2 separate regions of the Triticum aestivum genome follow, and region 1 is linked to region 2. A link is a contact called in public Hi-C data. All regions are on one chromosome and are shown on one strand. The core of a region is the stretch at or near the end of the contact, and the rest is flanking DNA. Distances in the headings are between cores, read along the strand shown. Region 1 overlaps LOC123127580 (ribosomal RNA-processing protein 8). Region 2 holds the start of LOC100286392 (protein JOKA2).

The links. A called contact is a pair of places that touch in the nucleus more often than the background predicts.
Region 1: a Hi-C map of leaf shows a contact between it and region 2, with 7 times the contacts expected there. The contact joins the enhancer-like site here to the promoter of LOC100286392 in region 2. A contact is called at or near these places in 2 of 5 Hi-C or Micro-C datasets (both in leaf).

What each region holds. Positions count from the first base shown.
Region 1 is chr6A:376,866,783-376,872,145 of IWGSC CS RefSeq v2.1, forward strand. It overlaps LOC123127580 (ribosomal RNA-processing protein 8), which reads left to right. Exons shown (of 9, transcript XM_044547326.1): 8 at 1,195-1,239; 9 at 1,355-1,708. The coding sequence ends at 1,423. Among protein-coding and RNA genes, the nearest start is that of LOC123127580, 12 kb to the left of the region's middle. Within about 2 kb of position 3,414, at least 2 of the 8 cell types and tissues checked have an H3K27ac peak or open chromatin away from gene starts, as enhancers often do. A contact at or near this core is called in leaf, where this site is marked.
Region 2 is chr6A:376,443,335-376,448,650 of IWGSC CS RefSeq v2.1, forward strand. LOC100286392 (protein JOKA2) reads right to left here and starts at 3,092. Exons shown (of 7, transcript XM_044547325.1): 1 at 2,779-3,092; 2 at 1-1,001. The coding sequence starts at 2,850.

The DNA.
Region 1 (5,363 bases), core at 2,164-4,663, 420 kb after region 2:
GACGGGCGTCCTTCAAGGTGCGACGGCGCGAGGCGATGGGGGCGGCGTCGTGAAGGTGTGGCGGCTCGAGGCGATTGGGGGCGGAGCGATGGTGCGACAGTTCCTTTCCTTTATTTCTTTTTTGACGTCGGCAGTTCCTTTCCTTTCGTGCCAAAGGAAGGGAATCATCAGGAAGGGAAAGAATTGTTTAGCGCTAAACGTGTTTAGTCGCTCACCATTAGGACAATAAGAACTGTTGGATTAACATGAATGAATGGCCGAGATCTGTTGGATCTGCCCCGTTGGATCCTTTTTATATTGGTACAGATTTGTGTTGAAAATTAACTTGATATGAAAAAGACAAAATTGTCGCATGTGTGCTGTTTGTGTTTAAAACTTTAAAGAACATAGACCAACCTAGTTTCTTATCATGCGGAAATAACTGGAGTGAAAGATCATTCCAAAGGCTTGCATATCCTTGAAAATTGAATTATCACCTGCTCATACTGAACTCTGGTTTTCTGTATATTAAGGTACACAAGCTGTAGTATTTGGAGTGGCAATGTTGCTTAGTGCATTACTGAATAATGGACAATAAGAGATATGGATGTCACCGCTTTAATTATGCACCCTTAGGACATGCTTCAGAAACTAATCTGTTCTTTGAGCCGAGTGTGGATCTAGTACGTGGTTATGGGTTTGAAATGTTCCCATTGATGCATCTTTTTCTGTGTTCCATGTTTGAAAGTCCACATGACGGGTTCTCGTTTTTGGTTGGACTTTGGATCCTTTTGACATACCGGTGTAGTGATGTACATATATAGTTAGTTTTTGTATTGACATAATGACATGACCATACATAAATCTCTATATACTACTTAAAAAGAACATAAGGTTCTCATTTCACCTTTCTTCCCACCACCCCTTCGTCCAACCTTCCATGTATATGATAATCAATCACCTTAATTTACTCCTTCTGAACCAATTCCACTTTAATTTACTTACCAAATTTCTAATCAAAATATAAGACAATTCACGGGCAGAATTTGATGAACATTTATTTACACAATCGCATTATTATTGACAGGTAGTAAATCACAAGCTAACGTACTAGAATATTTATACCCGGTTGCAACGCATGGGCATTGTTCTAGTTATATAAAAAGAGAAAATCACTCCGGTACTTGTCAGTTGCTAATTGGTTCCTTTCTGCAGGATGAGAAGAACAAAATGTTTGTCCTGTTTTATTTCAGGAAAAAGGTTGGTCACCCTGTTTCCTACCTCCGCCTGAGTGACAATTAACAATTACATCGTTGACATAGTCAAAATATATTTTAACACTGAACTGATGTTGCGGTTTGATTTCTCTCCACAGGAAAAGAGCAAGGTGGCGAAAAACATTGAATGGCCCCAGTTGAAACCTTGCTTGTACAAGCGGCGATGATCTCAACCCCCACTATGGTCGCTCCAGACCTCTTCCAGAGTGTGGTTAAATTAATCGATGTCTTGTGCTAAAGTAGTCATCCTTTTCTGCTCCTATTTCCTTTACCTTTGGGCAGCTGTATGTTGAAAGAATCAGACCACACCAGATATGACCTAGTAAGCGCTGTAACTCGAGGCAGTTTAGAAGTGTATTATCATACAGTTCTGAATCTGCTTCTTATCTTCTTTCCTGGGCCTTGTAAACGAGTGGAGGATAAGATCAACAAAGGGCATGATTTCTGTGTTATTTGTTATATTTGGTACCCCCTCTCTAAAGAAATGGAAGATTGTTTAGATCACCACATCACTACTTTATAGTGATCTAAACGATCTTATATTTCTTTGTGGAGGTAGTACTTTCTCAGCTCACAACGAGGCCATCCTTCTAGCTAGAATATCTACGCTAGTACTGGATTTCTCTTGCCTTTTTGATTGGGGTTATTGGAGTGACCCGTCGCTGCCACTTGTGGATTTGGATGGCGACCGATTTGTCTGCATGCCTGCCACTTCCTGGTGGAAAATTGGCTTCCTTTTTTCCTGGGTTGAATTCGCCTCTCCCCGCGAAAAAAGAACGAAAAATAATTCACCTCCATTTTCCTCATGTGGCCGAGCACGAGCCTGTCACGACCGGTTTATACAGTATTCGCTAGCTCCGTCTCATAATATAAGAACGTTTTTGATATTAGTCTAGTATCAAAAACATTCTTATATTATGAGATGGAGGGAATAGCTTCTAGTAAATGATGATGGAGGTCTGTGGATTTCCTACAACATACTGAACTTGCTTGATATGATGTGGTCTCCAGTTAGAGTCCACGCAAATGTGTTTTTGTCTTGTATGAAACCATCGCTGAAGCACTAGTGGCATGTGAATGTGATCAATAATGTATAGTTTCGCAACTAAGATGCGTTTTGCTCTTGCACAGTTGAGAAGAACTGTTTCTGCGTGCACTTCTGTCAAAATTTCTATATTTTTCTGTTGCGTATTTTTCTTCTACACGTGCGATCCGATCCAAACAGGCCCTTAAATGCTCGAGCGATATTGTCAATTGTTATGAAAACGATACTCCCGTTTTGACCTTTATTTGTTTATTATTATACCATTGGCAGGATATAGGAGTAAGAAAATGCACACACGCACAAATAGCGCAGTACTCCACGGGTGACTCCCTAATTCCAAGATCCAAGTAGACAGATACTTAAATATTTCCTGTACGTATTCTCTTGCCAAGTATAGGATTTACTTTATGTACATGCAGTGGTTAATGCCCTGCTAATGGAGGATCGCGTTAGATCTGACAGGTGCCCCTTCCGAGAGGGAGAGACACAGCAGTGTGCTGTCACACGGCTGTAAAAAAGAAACGGTAGACTCTATACACAGTAGTATTTCCTCCGTCCGAAAATACTTTCATCAAAATGAATAAAAAGACATCTATGCAGAATTAAAAATACATCTAGATACATTCCTTTCTATCCATTTTGATGACAAATATTTTCGGATGGAGGAAGTACTACATACTACTTCATCCGTTCAAAAATACTTGTCAATAAAGTGAACAAAAAAGATGTATATAAAACTAAAATACATCTAGATACATCTTCTTTTATTTATTTTAATGACAAGTATTTTTGGATGGAGGAAGTAGTACTAATATACTACTGTATGTTTGTATTGGTAAAAAGTGTATGTTTGGCTTTACAATAATTAAAAAAAAGAGACGGTGACATGCACCTTTCTAATGTATTTTTTATTTCATTCTATAATTTATTCTAAAATTTTTATATGTGTACACTTTTAACCAGACGAAAAGAGTATACTGAAAGTAGTACTAACAACTAAGTTAAACATAGTTTACACACACGCTGCTTCGTGCAACCTTCACTCACCAGCCGTATCTATCCATCCATCGCTATCTGGACTCATAGGCCGGACCCCAATTATGAAGTGAACCGAAATGAGCAGTGTTTAGGGGGGTGGGGCCCACACACTTGGCTTAAGCCACAGCAAACATGATCATTATAAGACCTCCTTCCATGTAAAGGTGCTTAGATGAGGTGCTAAATATATTAAACGCCTTAACAACTCAAGTCTCCAATACAAACGTGCTAAGCTTTTGGGTGCTAAGCTTCATGTATTTAATTAGTTGTAGACTCAAAATGTGCTTCCACCTAGGTACACGTACTTAGCACCGTTTTCTTCCGGGGTCACCATACTATTCTCTCACATCTTAACTAACATGCCACATAAGACTTTTTGCTTAGTTCACAATCTTAGCACCTGTCCAAGGTGGAACATTGGGAGAGTCCTAATGCTAGCGTGTAAGTTCCACGTGTACTACATGACGCCGCAAACGACCTGGCCGCTTGCGGTACATTCATTTTCATGCCAAAACCTGCCGCACCTCAGGTCGGAGCAATCCCTACCGAAATACCAGTAATCATTTTCATCTACGCCTCGGCCTAATTCTGTTTTTAGTGTTCTTTGGCGCCATACCCCGAAAGGTGCCAAGAATAACACCAATTGCATATCGGGGCCGCAATGGTCGATGTTTAGGGCCAATTCGTCTCACTCGATCCAACGCCGCGTTTGGACCTTTCGCTTTCCAACCCTTCCGCTAATTTCCACCTACCCATATTTCCGCCTTCTTCCTCCTTTTCAGTGTGATTTTTCTAGCGGAACATCTCTCGTGTATATCTATCTACTACTCCCTCGGTCAAAACGGGTGTATCTTTGTTGATTACATGATATTACGTATATAGATTGTTTTCTTGTACACCAAGTTCACCTCATGTTTTCTTGTATAGATGAAGGACGCGACCCATTTTATACATTATATATATGTGCATTTTTTTGCAAGAGAAATTTTCAATCTATTCATCAATCATGGCAATACCGAAAACACAAGAGGCAATAAAAAATACAACCAGGTCTATGGACCACCTAGCGACGACTACAAGCACTGGAGCGAGCCGAAGGCGCGCCGCCGTCATCGCCCCTCCATCACCGAAGCCGGGCAAAACTTGTTGTAATAGACAGTCGGGAAGTCGTCGTGCTAAGACCCCAAAGGACCAGCACACCAGAGCAGCAACCATCACCGATGAAAAGAGTTGTAGATCGGAAAGATCAAACCTGTAATCACACAAACAAAAACTGGATCCAAATAGATCCACCGAAGACCAGGACCAACCGAATCCCATGAGATCCGACAGAGACACACCTCTATGCCTCCTCCGACAATGCTATTCGCACCATCGGGACGGGGATAGGACGTGGGAGACATTATTGCTACCGAGGGACATCGCCGCCACCACATAGCCCCAACCAAGACGTTCAACCTAGCAAAAACGAGAACGGGGTCCCTCCCATCGGCGGGGGCCGAGATCCTCTGCACCTCCACAGGCCAAAGGCCATTGGAGGCGGGGCGGATCCATGGCGGCGCCGACAGGCGGAGGAAGGAGGCTTTTCTTGGGGAGGAGGAAAGCAGTCGGGGTACTTGTAGTATTATATATACATGCATATTGCACCCGATCTATACATCGTGCTTTGCATTGCCAAACTACATGGTATCACATAGGTTTCGATCCTAGCCCTAGCTTCCGCCCCCGTGCCGCCACCGCAGGTCCTTTGCTGCCGCCGTGCCCTATTCTCCTCGCGCCACCGCCGCGCCCTATCCTCCTCGTGCCACTTCCGTAGGTCCTTGCCACCGCTGCACCATCTTCTTCGCGCTAACGCGCCTCTGCCGCTGCCACGCACTACCCCTTTTCTCTCCTGCCACTGTTGCACCTCTTGTTGCCGCTGCAAACTCCTTCCCTCCCGAGCCCTCCTCTTGATCCCCAACTCCCTCTAGAGCCCTTACTCTCGATCCCCAGCCCCAATCCAATCGCCCCTCCACCCGATTGCT
Region 2 (5,316 bases), core at 1,842-4,341:
CCATCCACCGATCTTCGTGTCTGGAACCATTCATTTCCAGATGCATTTGGATGACTTGGACGAAAACTGGGAACAGTGTTACGAGCGAGTGGTTCAGCAGAGGGCATGACAGACTTCCCCTTACTTTGAGCATCAGTCATATCCTTGCAACCAGAACTGTTACCACCGGAATTGGAGGTGTACAGCAAATCCTCAACAGAAGGATATAACGATCCTTGGTGGCCTTGAGAGGCTTCAGTGATGACTGCAGCGGGAACTTCAACCAACACACTCTTAAGACCTCCTGTCTCAGATGATACAGGGTTTCGTTCATTCAAAGGTCGTGAACCCAAACTTGCCTCAACTTTAGGCTGACCATCAGCTTTGAGATCAACCCGTGCTTGCTGCACACCCCTGGAGGAGCCAGGTGAACTCTCAGCATGCCCAGCAGATTGGCTACTGTTGGTTGATGTGATCAAGTTCACGAAAGGTTTTATCAGATCAGTTAATTGTGGTGGTGCTGCATCAAGTACTTCACGTGACAGTTTTGCAAGGGATTCAGGAACTGGCTCATGGATAGACTTCATAGCTTCATCAAGAGCTGATTTTAAGTGAGCTAGTGGATCTTCCCTTGCAGTGGATCTCAAAGGTTCTGATATGGGCTTTAAAGCTTCATCAATAACAGATTTGATCTGAGCTATCGGATCCTGAGTGGTGGCCTCAAGAGGTTTAGGGCTTGAATCCTGCCGGTTAATGTGAGATGCCCCAGCGTGGCTATTCTTTAACTGAACATTAATCCTTAGAGGGTTCAATTTCTGATGGATAGCTGCATCATGCAAGTCCTCGTCATCATCCAGCATAACAACATCCCCATCCTCATCAGTGTAAGTGAGAATGAAGTCAGCATCAGGGGCAAACTTAAAAGCACTTGCAATTTTGGAACGGAGAGCAGACAGATTCAAAGTGAAGTGCGTTCCGTTGACATAACCATTGAACCTCTTAAGTGTGTCACCATATTTGACCTGGAATATTGAGAAGGGAGAAATGAGAACGCTACGATAGAACACAATTAGATCATATGACACGTAAACCATGAGGACATAATAATGATCCAAAGCACAACAAATTTTTACACGACCTTGATGCATAGCTAACTATAGGAGATCAGGTCCAAAAAATGGTTGAGGAACTCACTAGTCCTTATACTACAAAAGTCAAAGGATTATCGAAAGGATCAATACTCAGAAAGCATATGGTGATGGTAATATATGGTACAGACAGTCATGCTCATCTGATAAGTAACATAAGAAGATAGATCATAATTAGTTTCAGTTACGTTCGCAGCAGTACGATATGCTAGAGGAATTGTGATTACCGGAGCACAACTGAGGTGCTGATTTCAAACTGAATGGTTGCATTAATCATAATTTCTTCTCTTCCATACCAATTAAGTAAGAGAATAAACTACTCAATCATAGTGCAAGTCTTATGGTTCTAGATTATAGATGTACAAAGACTGATCATAATTTCTTCTCTTCTACCAATTAGGTAAGGGCCATAACGAGAACACAATTTACACAAATGTACAGAGAGAAAATGTACCAATTTAACTTATGTGGCAATAGCCTATACGAGAGTCAAAACATTATTAACCATAAGAGTCTATGTGAACCAATTTAGCTTATGTGACGAGCTGACGGCAGCCTATACAAGAGACCGAAAACTATCATAGATAAGATTGGTCTCCTAATGGATGAAATATTAGCAATCTCTCACTACACGTTATGAAAGAAGATGAAATGTAAACAAAATTCAGATCATCAAAGAACAACCCATATTGAACTCGTAATAAGTCATGAAGTTACAAAATATACAGAAGGATTGGTGCATGGGAATACTCAATCAGAAAATAACTAGAACAAACTAGACAACTTTATTCAAAGAGCCATAAAGTGAAGGGCAAGACTACCATGACATGTGATGGACAAAGGACTGGTCAGCTGACTGGTGATTACATGCATCGATGATACACTTAACCCCATAATCAAGATTGCCATAAACAATATTTGATACCAGTACTGACATACTCCCTCTGTTCCTAAATATTTGTCTTTCTAGAGATTTCAACAAGTGACTACATACGGAGCAAAATGAGTGAATCTACACTCTAAAATATGTCTATATACATCTGTATGCGCTAGTTCATTTGAAATCTCTAAAAAGACAAATATTTAGGGAAGGAGGGAGTAGAAATTATGAGTTTTAAGTTTTAACCCACCAATGAACTGGATTTAATTGCTCAGATTTGAGGTTAGATGTCTAATATGTAGTATTACTTTGTGCTACGCCTATATCCTAGAGAGAAGCACAATACGCACTGATCCATGAAGTTATTCAATAGAAAACATGATCTGACAAACATATTTTGGAGTAAAACCGGGTCAGGTGCATATTTTAATAACAAACATGAGCAAGGCCGTGCCCGTCAATTGTATTCAAATATTGTTTATGGCACAACCTGTGTGATCAATTTTATTCTACACATATTCGATTGTAAGAGATCGATTATTTAACTAAAAACTAAGAAGAAAGGTGCAGAAATTAACCACAAAACCAAACACGTAAAATACGTCCGATCAGCGAGCAAACCCCAACCTCACACCTAAGCCACGCCCAATCAACCAGCAATCGTGAAGCCGACCCCTTGAACAAACCCTTCTAAAAGCGGTTCCCGTCCCTCGCACATAATCCCCTTACTGGCGAAACAAAACCACGGCTCGAGACCAGGAGAAGGATCACCTTGACGACGACGTCCCACGGATCGGGCCCCGACGCGAGGCCGTCGAACGGCGGCGCGCTCAGGCCGGACATGGCGGCGGGGAAACCCTCGGGGGGAGGCGGAGGAGTAGGCGATCGTGCGGAGGAGCGGGTCAATCCTAGACGAGACGAAGTTAGCGGCCGGAAACCTCGGAGGGCGGCGGCGGCGTCGAGGGGCGCGAGAGCTGCGTAGCCGTAAGCCGCAGCGGCGGTGGTGGCGGCGTGTGGGAGAGTGGCGATGTGCGGGTGCGGCCGAGGCTCTTGTGCCAGAGTCCTCTTTTATCACGCCTTTTCCTTCGGTGCGAAGGATGGACACCGTTGGGGCAATTAAGTCGTGGGGGTGCGGGGCCCAGGCGCCAGCGGCGAGGCCTCGCACCGCCTGCGCGGGCCCCAAGGGTTTCCTTTGGATTTCCTGTCAGAGTTGCGAAGTAGTAGAGGGTGAGAATGCATTTAACGCCTGTCCGGTGTCGCGTCTTGTCGCGTGGGCTCCACGCTTCCGACGCACGCGTCAGCTGCTGGACATGGATAAGGCTGGTTACAGCGGGAGTAATTTAGACCAGCAACTCCAACGGGCCGACCGAAACGGCCGGCCCATTTATCCGTTTGGGTTGGCCATCTGCCTTTTTTTGTATTTGGTTGGCAGTGTGCCAAACGCGTCGATTCATTTCATATCCGCGTGCAATTTTTAAAAAAGGCCGACGGCCATAGATCATGCTAGCTGCCATGTCGTCGCCTGGTTTGGGGCTCTAGTGCGCGAGCGTAGAAAAATCGGCCTAGCGTGCTGGTTTTGGCGTGCCGCGTCCAGCGCGTGTTAAGAAGGCGCTCCCTCCACACTCTGTCCGTCGCTCATTCGCCTCGTCCCCTCTCACTAGGCTCGCCGCCTCTGCGTTACCATGTCGATGCGTTGTTCTGGGTGCTTCGAATTTTCGCAGAGTCCGCGAGCACCGCTCCGGCGGCTTCTCCTCCGAGATCTGGTTTGGCGAAAAACGCCTCGGTCTCGGCACCTTCAACACCGCATAGGAGGCGGCCTACGCATACGACGCAGCGGCGTGGCGCCTCCGGCGGCCTCGTTGGAAGATGAATTTTCCCGACGTGTCGACGAGCCAGCGGGCGCAGGATCTCGCGTCTCTTCCACGGCTTTTCACCGACGAGAATCGTCGTGGCAACTAGAGGCGGCAGCGTCGCCTCGCCATCGCCGAGATGGACGAGGAAGCCATGGCGGTGCAAACGCTTCCCGCAGGATATCGTCAACGAGCGCCAGTTCTACAAGCAAAGGAGGACGGAGAGGGAGGCGAGGAGGACGGAGCGAGCCGCCTATCGGGAGGACAAGCGTTCGCGCAAGTAAGCCGCTCAATTGAACATGAAGCTAGGAGAAGCGTCGTCCTGAAACTCCGAGGACGAGCGGTATGTTGACGCCTACATTCAGACGTCAGAGGATGACATTAACGAGTCGGAGTCGGAAAACGACGAGTAGTTAATCTTTTCTTTTATCTGTCTATGCTAGAACTATCTATGTATATTTTTTTATCGGAAAAAATGGACGGCGGTGTCGGCGGCGAAGAAGGTGGCGAGGGTGTGCTATTCGATGGGGAAAGACCAATGTGCCACCGACCAGCGGGCCCGGGGAGGGGAGAGGGCGAGCGCACCCGCGTCCGTCTCGTATCCATGCCGACGCAAATCTGGCTCAAAAATGGGTCAGGAATGGGTCGGCAGGCGGACGAGCGTCCGTTTGGGTCGGTGCATTAGGCCAAATTTTTTGTCCGCGCCGACTCAAACGGATGGCCACGAACGAAATGGGTTGCCCCATTGAAGTTGCTCTAACATGTATATGTTGCTGCTCTATGTTATTACCTTCATAATAGGTAGTAATATATGGATGATACTCCATCCGTCACGGTTTAGAAGGCACAGTTAAATTTGCGTGCGTTTCCACAATAGACAAGGTTTAGGGCGCATTGCATTTATTTCTAGTAGCTAATTAGTACTCCGTATACTATTTTCTATATGCATGCGTAATGTGAATGCTATTTTTAACCCCATCTCACAACCAATAGATAACCAACTAGGTCCCAGAGAATTTCTAAGCGTGCCTTCTAAACCGTGACGGAGGAAGTAACATACAAGCCTTCATTAATTGAGATATAGACTTATTTTGCTTTGGGATGTGTTATTTTACAGTAACATATTATTATCATAAACATCTCTTCTCATTAATTTCATGTCACATAAGCAAATTTGTCTTGGAATATGTTATGTTACAATCTAAATTACTCCCACTATGACTAGCCTAAAAGTTACAGATTTTAACATATTTTAGTCCTGCCATCATCAAGTTGAAAGAAAAAATACGGCCATCTTCTTTGTCCGCACGACAGAACCTCTTGCATACTTGGTCCGGCCGATCCTGTGGTTCGATGACGACTGAACACGTGGTATTACTTTACTCGGCTGGAGAGCATTCAATCGAGTGGCCCGTACTCCCTTCATCTGAGTTTACTAGTAAGCTTGTACGTGCAACGC